Linked DNA regions of Mus musculus: region 1 is linked to region 2. The links are chromatin contacts, called in public Hi-C maps. All regions are on one chromosome and are shown on one strand. The core of a region is the stretch at or near the end of the contact, and the rest is flanking DNA. Distances in the headings are between cores, read along the strand shown.

Evidence for each region. Hi-C and Micro-C count contacts between places; a contact is called where the count stands out from the background.
Region 1: a Hi-C map of rod photoreceptor shows a contact between it and region 2, with 2.9 times the contacts expected there. The contact joins the enhancer-like site here to the promoter of Rassf3 in region 2. A contact is called at or near these places in 1 of 39 promoter capture datasets (liver), 1 of 484 Hi-C or Micro-C datasets (rod photoreceptor), 1 of 115 datasets of contacts at active chromatin or transcription factors (embryonic stem cells) and 3 of 9 other capture datasets (adipose tissue, liver and pancreatic islet).

Annotation. Positions count from the first base shown.
Region 1 is chr10:121,567,338-121,571,039 of GRCm38.p6, forward strand. Tbk1 (TANK-binding kinase 1) reads right to left here. Exons shown (of 21, transcript NM_019786.4): 6 at 3,294-3,454; 7 at 692-802. Among named protein-coding and RNA genes, the nearest start is that of Tbk1, 18 kb to the right of the region's middle. Within about 2 kb of position 2,209, at least 89 of the 459 cell types and tissues checked have an H3K27ac peak or open chromatin away from gene starts, as enhancers often do. A contact at or near this core is called in embryonic stem cells, pancreatic islet and rod photoreceptor, where this site is marked.
Region 2 is chr10:121,474,181-121,477,695 of GRCm38.p6, forward strand. Rassf3 (Ras association (RalGDS/AF-6) domain family member 3) reads right to left here and starts at 2,070. Exons shown (of 5, transcript NM_138956.3): 1 at 1,823-2,070. The coding sequence starts at 1,930.

The sequences.
Region 1 (3,702 bases), core at 959-3,458, 93 kb after region 2:
GCTTTTGATTGTGACTGTGCCCTGATATTTTCCCTCTTGAAGGAAGAAACTGTTTTAGTGGAGCCCACAGTTAAGAGACTTTTAATTGTAAAAAGACTTTGGATTTTAAAAGAGATGGATATTTTAAAGAGATTGAAATTTTAAGAATATGTAAAGACTGTGGGACTTTTAAAGTTATTTAGACCTTGGGGATGAATAAGAATGTAAGGGTTGAGGCTTACTAGTGATGTGTTTGTGTGTCAAGTTGACAAGGGGTCAATTGTACTGGCTAGTTTTGTGTCAACTTGACACAGCTGGGGTTATCACAGAGAAAGGAGCTTCGGTTGAGGAAATGCCTCCATGAGATCCAACTCTAAGGCATTTTCTCAATTAGTGATCAAGGGGGAAAGGCCCCTTGTGGGTGGGACCATCTCTGGGCTGGTAGTCTTGGGTTCTATAAGAGAGCAGGCTGAGCAAACCAGGGGAGGCAAGCCAGTAAAGAACATCCCTCCATGGCCTCTGCATCGGCTCCTGCTTTCTGACCTGCTTGAGTTCCAGTCCTGACTTCCTTGGTGATGATCAGCAGTATGGAAGTGTAAGCCGAATAAACCCTTTCCTCCCCAACTTGCTTCTTGGTCATGATGTTTGTGCAGGAATAGAAACCCTGACTAAGACAGTGCCAAAGGTCACGAGTTAGGTACACCGCACTTACTGAGAAAGACTACAGGAGAGAGGCATGTCTCCACTCCAGTCAATTGGTCCGTTTTCTGCTTTCTGTACTCCAGATATTGCACCAGACGGCTTCCCAGTGATTATTTTATACCTTAGGAGGAACAACAGCAGAATAAGGTAAGGCAGGTCATTACGGCACGGCCTATTGACAGGCTGCAAGTTCCCCTCACTTGCACCTGCAATCATCGACTAAAGCCCTCTGTGACCGATGGCTGCGGCATCCATGAGTTCTGCCTGACTGAGGTGGGACAGTAGTGTGCGAATACTATCTATACGCCAGTTGGTTTTCATTTGAGAGCCCAATGTGCCTGATGTTCACAACAAAATTATTTTTCCATCAGAAAAAATGGGGCAAACATAAAAACCGTTATGCCTCTGAGTCTGTCTAGACTATAAAAGCCCCTCATCCAGCCAAGCAGACCACAAGGCTACTGCAAAATGAGCCATCAAATTATTATTTTTGTTTTAAAGAAGTGGGAGATAAAACTGTACATAGCTCAGGATCAGAAAAATCTCCACATAGACAAAAAGCACACACAGATGTAGGAAGATGCTCTACGACTATCCACACTGGTGAGTGTGGTGTAGAATGGATGGGCAGAAGCAAGGCGAGCCAGAACCTCAGGCCTCGGGGTCTCAGACTGTGTCTTTCCGTAAGAATACCTGTAGCTGCATGAATGCATTTGGCACCAGTCAGCAGTATCTGACATCAGCCAAGGCAGGGTTTCTTTCTGTCTGATCATTTTTAGTTCATCAGCTAAACAAATGCGCTCTGAGCAAACCAGAGCCGACCAGAAACCCAACTGCTGCACTCTAATTCTTCCTCCATGGAGGCAGGCGGCTGTAGCTTCTGCCTCAAGAGATGTTTTTTGAAAAAAAGAAACTGAGGTGGAAAGGAAGGTGTGCTCATCCTTGCAGGATCAAGTTACACAGGAGTAAACAGAGACACAAGCAAGGAGGATTAGCGATGGCACTGCTGGGCGGCGCGAATTCTTCACAAGTTTCATCCCTACAGGCTTCTCACGTGACCCTTAATCCATGCCGACGGATGCACACTGAGCTCACACGCTGAGCAGCGTGGCTGGGCAGGAGGGGGGTGCACCGCTCCAGGACGGTCAGACAGCCACTGATAACGACACCACACCACGAACATCTACTATCAGTCCTTGCACAGAGGTGTCTGTACAAATAAAGACATCCCACTAACGTATGCGCAGAGCGATTAGAGAGTAGTCAGGTGGCTTGTGAGTCACGTTTTCTTTCTTACAAGCCACACACGCTCTCATCCATTCTAGAGTAGCTTAAGTTGTCAGTGCTTTAAAATGCATCTATGAGAACAGAAGCGCGTGCCTGTAGGGCACAGCTTATATCTAAGGAGGAAACAAAGGGGGGCTTGGCCTTGCTAAGGAGGAGGTTTAATAAAAAGGGCACAGCTGTAAAGCAAGCTCTGGCTGACACTGCGCCATCTTAGTGCAATCAGTCCATGTTCAGACACCGTGTGTTCAGCAGCACACGTGCAAATGTTCAAGCTTTAGCAAAAGCCAATGCTCCACAGGACCTTGTTTCATCCGCTTCCTCAGATAATCTTAGAGGAGAAATGTGTTCTCCTCAGTTTTCTGAGATGACAGAAAGGCTCCGTTTTACACTTGTGATTACTTTAAATCACATGCCCCGGGGAAGCTGGGTATGTGATTTAAAATGTACGCGCACAATTCCACACTCAGGAGGCTGGGGCACAATTGCGCTGTCAGTTTCTTTTGAAATAAAATGAAGTACAGTGTGCTGGCTGGTTTTGGTCACCGTGACACAAACCTAGACATATCTAGGAGGAGGAGATCTTAGTAGAGAAAACGCCTCCCCGAAGACGACTACAGGAAAACCCGTAAGGCACTGTCTTAATTAATAACTAACAAGGGAGGGCCCAGCCCACTGGGGTGGTGTCAGCCCTAGGCAGGTGGTCCTGAATGGTTAAGAAAGCAGGCTGAGCAGGCCAGGAGGAGCAAGCCAGTAAGCAGCACTCCTCCATGGCCTCTGCATCAGCTCCTGCCCCGACTTCCCTGAACAAGCTATAGATGAAATAAGCCCTTTTCTCCCCAAGCTGCCTTTGGTCACAGCAGCAAAGACCCTAACACACAGTGTTCAGATGAATCACAATAAACTTCACTCCACAAGTCTATCTTTTCCTTGATTTTTTTGTTTACTATTCAAGACTTTGTGCACTGATCATATCTCCAACAGTACAGAGGCATATAAATGCGTACAACACTGTGGGGCTGCAGAGATGGCTCAGCAGTTAGAGCACTGCCTCATCTTACAGACTTGGGTTTAGTTCCCAGCACCACCAGGACAGTCACAAGCATCTGTGACTTCACTTTCAGGCAATCAATCTTTTGGCTTCTTCGGGCACCGGGTACACGGACACACATGCAGGAAAACATTTATACACATGAATTATACTCACAGGAAGCATAAAGTATTAGAAAAGCCAATTTTCATCAATTTCATCTCCTCACACATCTGGATAAACAAGATACACACACACATCAGAAACCCCGTCTAACGGCAGACGCAGAGGTGCTTACATTACTTCTTTGTTCCTCCGAGGCCCCTCGAAGGGTCTAAACGGCAGCGACCCCGTGGCTGCATGGTAGAATGTCACTCCAACACTCCACAGATCAACGGTAGCCCCGTACTTCTTCTGATGGTCCTTTCTTAGCACTGCCCTTTCATACATGTCCGGATGCTGAAGAGAATAGCAGGAGCTGACGACTTACTCAACAACGTTAAAGTCCTATCATGTTTTCCTAGTAATTTCACTCTTCCATTTTCAAAAGACTCATTTGGGCTGGGAAGATGGCTCAGTGGGTAAAGGTGCCAGTCAGCAAGTCTGGCGACCCCTGAGTTCAATTTCTGGGACCTACATGGTGAAAGGAGAGCAGTGACTGCCACGAGCTGTCCTGACTCTTACAGGGGCACCAGAGGACCAGCATC
Region 2 (3,515 bases), core at 820-3,319:
CATGTCAGTGCTCAATGGACAATATTGCATGATATATACAGACACAGTTAGAGGACGGTTACCAAAGTGGTTACGTATAACCTAGACTCTCTTAATGTACATAAACCTCACAGAAATGCTGCTTAAAGTGTGTGTGTGAAGGGGGGGGGGGTCTGGATAATGACCTTGAATTGCTGATCTTCCTGCCTGCACACAGACAGGCAGACAGACAGACAGACACACTACTGTGAACTACAACCCCATATTATGCAGTAAGTACTAGGCAAGCTACTAGCTACATCCCCAGCTGCCGCTTCAACTACTAAAAAGCAGGAACAAGATTCTTGACTTCCAACCACAGCATTCTGGCTGGACCCCCGTGGAGGGGACTCCCACACCGGTAGAATTCAAGAACCCCCTGGTTTTCTGGAAATTACCAGGCACTTCTGGAATACAAGTCAAACTGGCTCAAGCTCTTTACAAGGCAAACGGGAGGGGAATATGTAAAGTGGTGAAGAACCCCAATGAGGGAAAAACTAGATGAGAAAGGGGGAAAAGGCCATTTCTTGTCTGCCCCACAGGAGGTAGGCCAGGCAGTGTGGGAGTGGGAGTCGTGGGTAATCTCTGACTTCCAAATTCCCCCATTAGCACATTCTACTGAAAATAAAAGGTCACCCTAGTAAACGGAGCAACCTGAAGTCTGAGGATAAAGGCATGCTACCACCCACCCTAGCTAGCCCTTCACTAGGGGACTAGTTGTTAGCAATAATGACCTCATCCTAGCCTTTCACCCTCCTCCTCCTCTTAGTTTGGAAATCTAATAGACCAAAAAGCCTAGAACTTCCAAATCTGATAAAGGAGTTTTACTTTAGAAAACAACGGCCTGTTAAACTTAAAAGGGTTGGCAAGGGCAGTCTGGGCAGAGATTTCTCTCCACCAAAATCCCCATCACTGGGCCTCTGAACGATTAGTTTCTCTTGTTTTTCATCTCCAGAGTTGACAGAAACCTCTGGTGTGCGTCTGTGGTGTTTTTAGGAGCAACAAGTTTGTTCCGTTAAAGCTCCTATATCTGACGAGAGCGTGGCCGAGCTGGCCAGGCTCCCTGGTGCGGCTTCCAGGGCCAGAAGGCCACCGGTTAAGCGCCGACCTTACAAGTCCGGCCAAAGTGCCCCATTTGGAAGACGCCCCTAAAAAAAAATAATAATAATCCCTGTCCCGATCTGTGAAACTGGCACAACTTCCCGTACTGTCTTTTCCCAAGCCACGCTTCCCACGGCACCCTTCCTCCAAAAAAGGAAGAAATCGGCGTAAGGCTCAGCCCTCTGGAGCTAAGTCTACCCAGGACGTCCGCAGGACCCGCAAACCGGACCTGATGAGACCCAGACTTTAGTGAGCACCGACGATCGCCCGGTCCCTTTACCCTGCAGCTTGCCCGCACCGGGGCTGCTCGGTCACTTTGGGCTATTGCGTGCCCTCAAGCCACTCAGGGCCATCGAGCAAACTGCAGCTAGAAGCAAACTGCAGCCAGGACGGCGCGGTGACCCGGCCGTCGCCCCGAAGGGCTGTCGGGGGAGCCATCCCGAGTGGCCCGGGGACCTCCCGGCTCTTTGGAGCTGCTCCCGCAGCCGGCGTCCCCCAAGCAGAGAGGCCCAGGCCATCTGGCTCCGCGCCCTTCCACCTCCTTCCTTCGCCTCGGGCGGCCCACGCCCACTGCACAGGCTCCCAGCACCTTTCAGGCGCCGAAAGGGCAAAGGCCACTCTCAGAGCCCCGCAGCCCTCGGGCGAGCATCGCCCAGCGCGGGCGCAGACACGTGGAGCCAAGACCCCCGAGCACGCCACTCACCGGCTGACCCGAACGGGACTTGCCCGGAGGCGCTCTCCTGAAGAAGGAGGTCCTGGCGGTGAAGAAAAAGTCCTCGTCCTCCTCGAGGCTGCTGTAGCCGCTGCTCATGCTGCTGGTCCGGTTGCGCGCAGGGGGCCTCCCCGGGGCGCAGGCGGCCAGGCCGGGGTGCGGCGCCCGCCCGCCCCGTGAGGTTCCCGGCGCGCGGCCCCGAGCCGCCGGCAAGCCGTCCTGCTGCAGCTGCAGCCGCCGCTCAAGCCGCCGTCTGGTCCCCTCCCGCAGGATCAGCCGCCCTCTCCGGGCGCCTCCCGGCTCTGGTGCGCCACGACCCCGCCCCCTCCTGGACCCAGCCCCCCACGCCTGGCAAGGCCCCACCCACCTCAAACCAGACCCCGCCCAGCCAAGACCCCGCCCCCAGCCCGTCAAGGACCCAGCACACGCCACGCCCCTGCTACCAAGGCCCCGCCCAGGCCCCGCCCCACGGGCCTCCGCTGCTGCGTCCTGCCCAGCTCCGCGCGCGCAGGTGGGGCCCCGCCCGCGGCCCTCAGCCACGCCCCTCCGTCCTAGCACCGGTGGACTGTTGGAGGAAGGTGGGTTCGAGCACCGCCCCTGCTGGAACAGTTCTCCCGAGGGCTTCCCCAACCTCCCGGAATCTGCAAACTCCTCAGTGATTTCCCGTCACTGGAGCCGAAGTTTTGGAGAGGGCGGCAATATAATGGAGAACTTTTCCCACTCTCCTTCGGGCTCGGCCTTGGTGGAAACGGTCTGGGTCGAGGGGGTCGAGCCACGCGTGCGGCTGGCCCCTCCCAAACCGTTATAAGTTAGCAGAGGTGGGTGGGGTAAGAGCGACTGGGTTGTGCTTATTTGAAAGAAAACATCCTCTCTGGTTCTTTTGAACTTCGGTGGTAAAGCTTTCCCGCCTCCCTGTGGCGAAGGCGTGTCCCAAATGTGGATGGCTAAAGCAGTTGAGAATTTGGGGGACAAATTTCATAATCACCGAACAATCCAGTACTTTTAATTTAAATGCACTTTGGAAATGTCGCCTCCCACAAGCAACCTTACATGGTCACCCCATGGGGGAGCAAGTAGATTAGACCACTCCGTTCTCACCCACACAACAAAAAACAAGGTTTCCCTTCGGGAATCTGCTAAATTTTTAAAATGCGACTTTTTTTTTTTTTTTTTTTTTTTGCTTAGGGTGACCTGGGGGGTCGTTTTCCCCTTGGCGTGATGGAGTTGACTTGAGTCCTACTAACTTGCTTGCAAGAGACCTTGATGGGAAAGAGGGTTTGAAGCTTTAAGGCTGCTATGATATGCAGGCCGTAGCAGAATTTTTGTTTTGTTTTTTAAGGAGTTTTTTAAAAGAGAAACTCGTCATTGCTTATGGCTAAGCCCTTTTCTCCTCTACTCCCCCAGTGCTGTGACTAAAACATAAAGGTAGCAGTCGCCTTCAGGCTGAGACCCGCTGCTTCTGTGGCGTTTTTGTGTACCCTTCCTGGAATCAGGACTGAGTGCCTAATCGTCACTTGAGAACGAGAAGGGGGGAAAGCCAGACCGGAGAGAAGTCTGGGACAAGGGAAAGAAATGGCTCCTGTGTAGTTCCTTCCTCCCTCGGGCAGAAAGAAGGCTGACTTATCTGCCTTCCTGCAGATTTATTCACGTGTTCAGCATGCAAACTGGCCTTTCACTCCAGGGA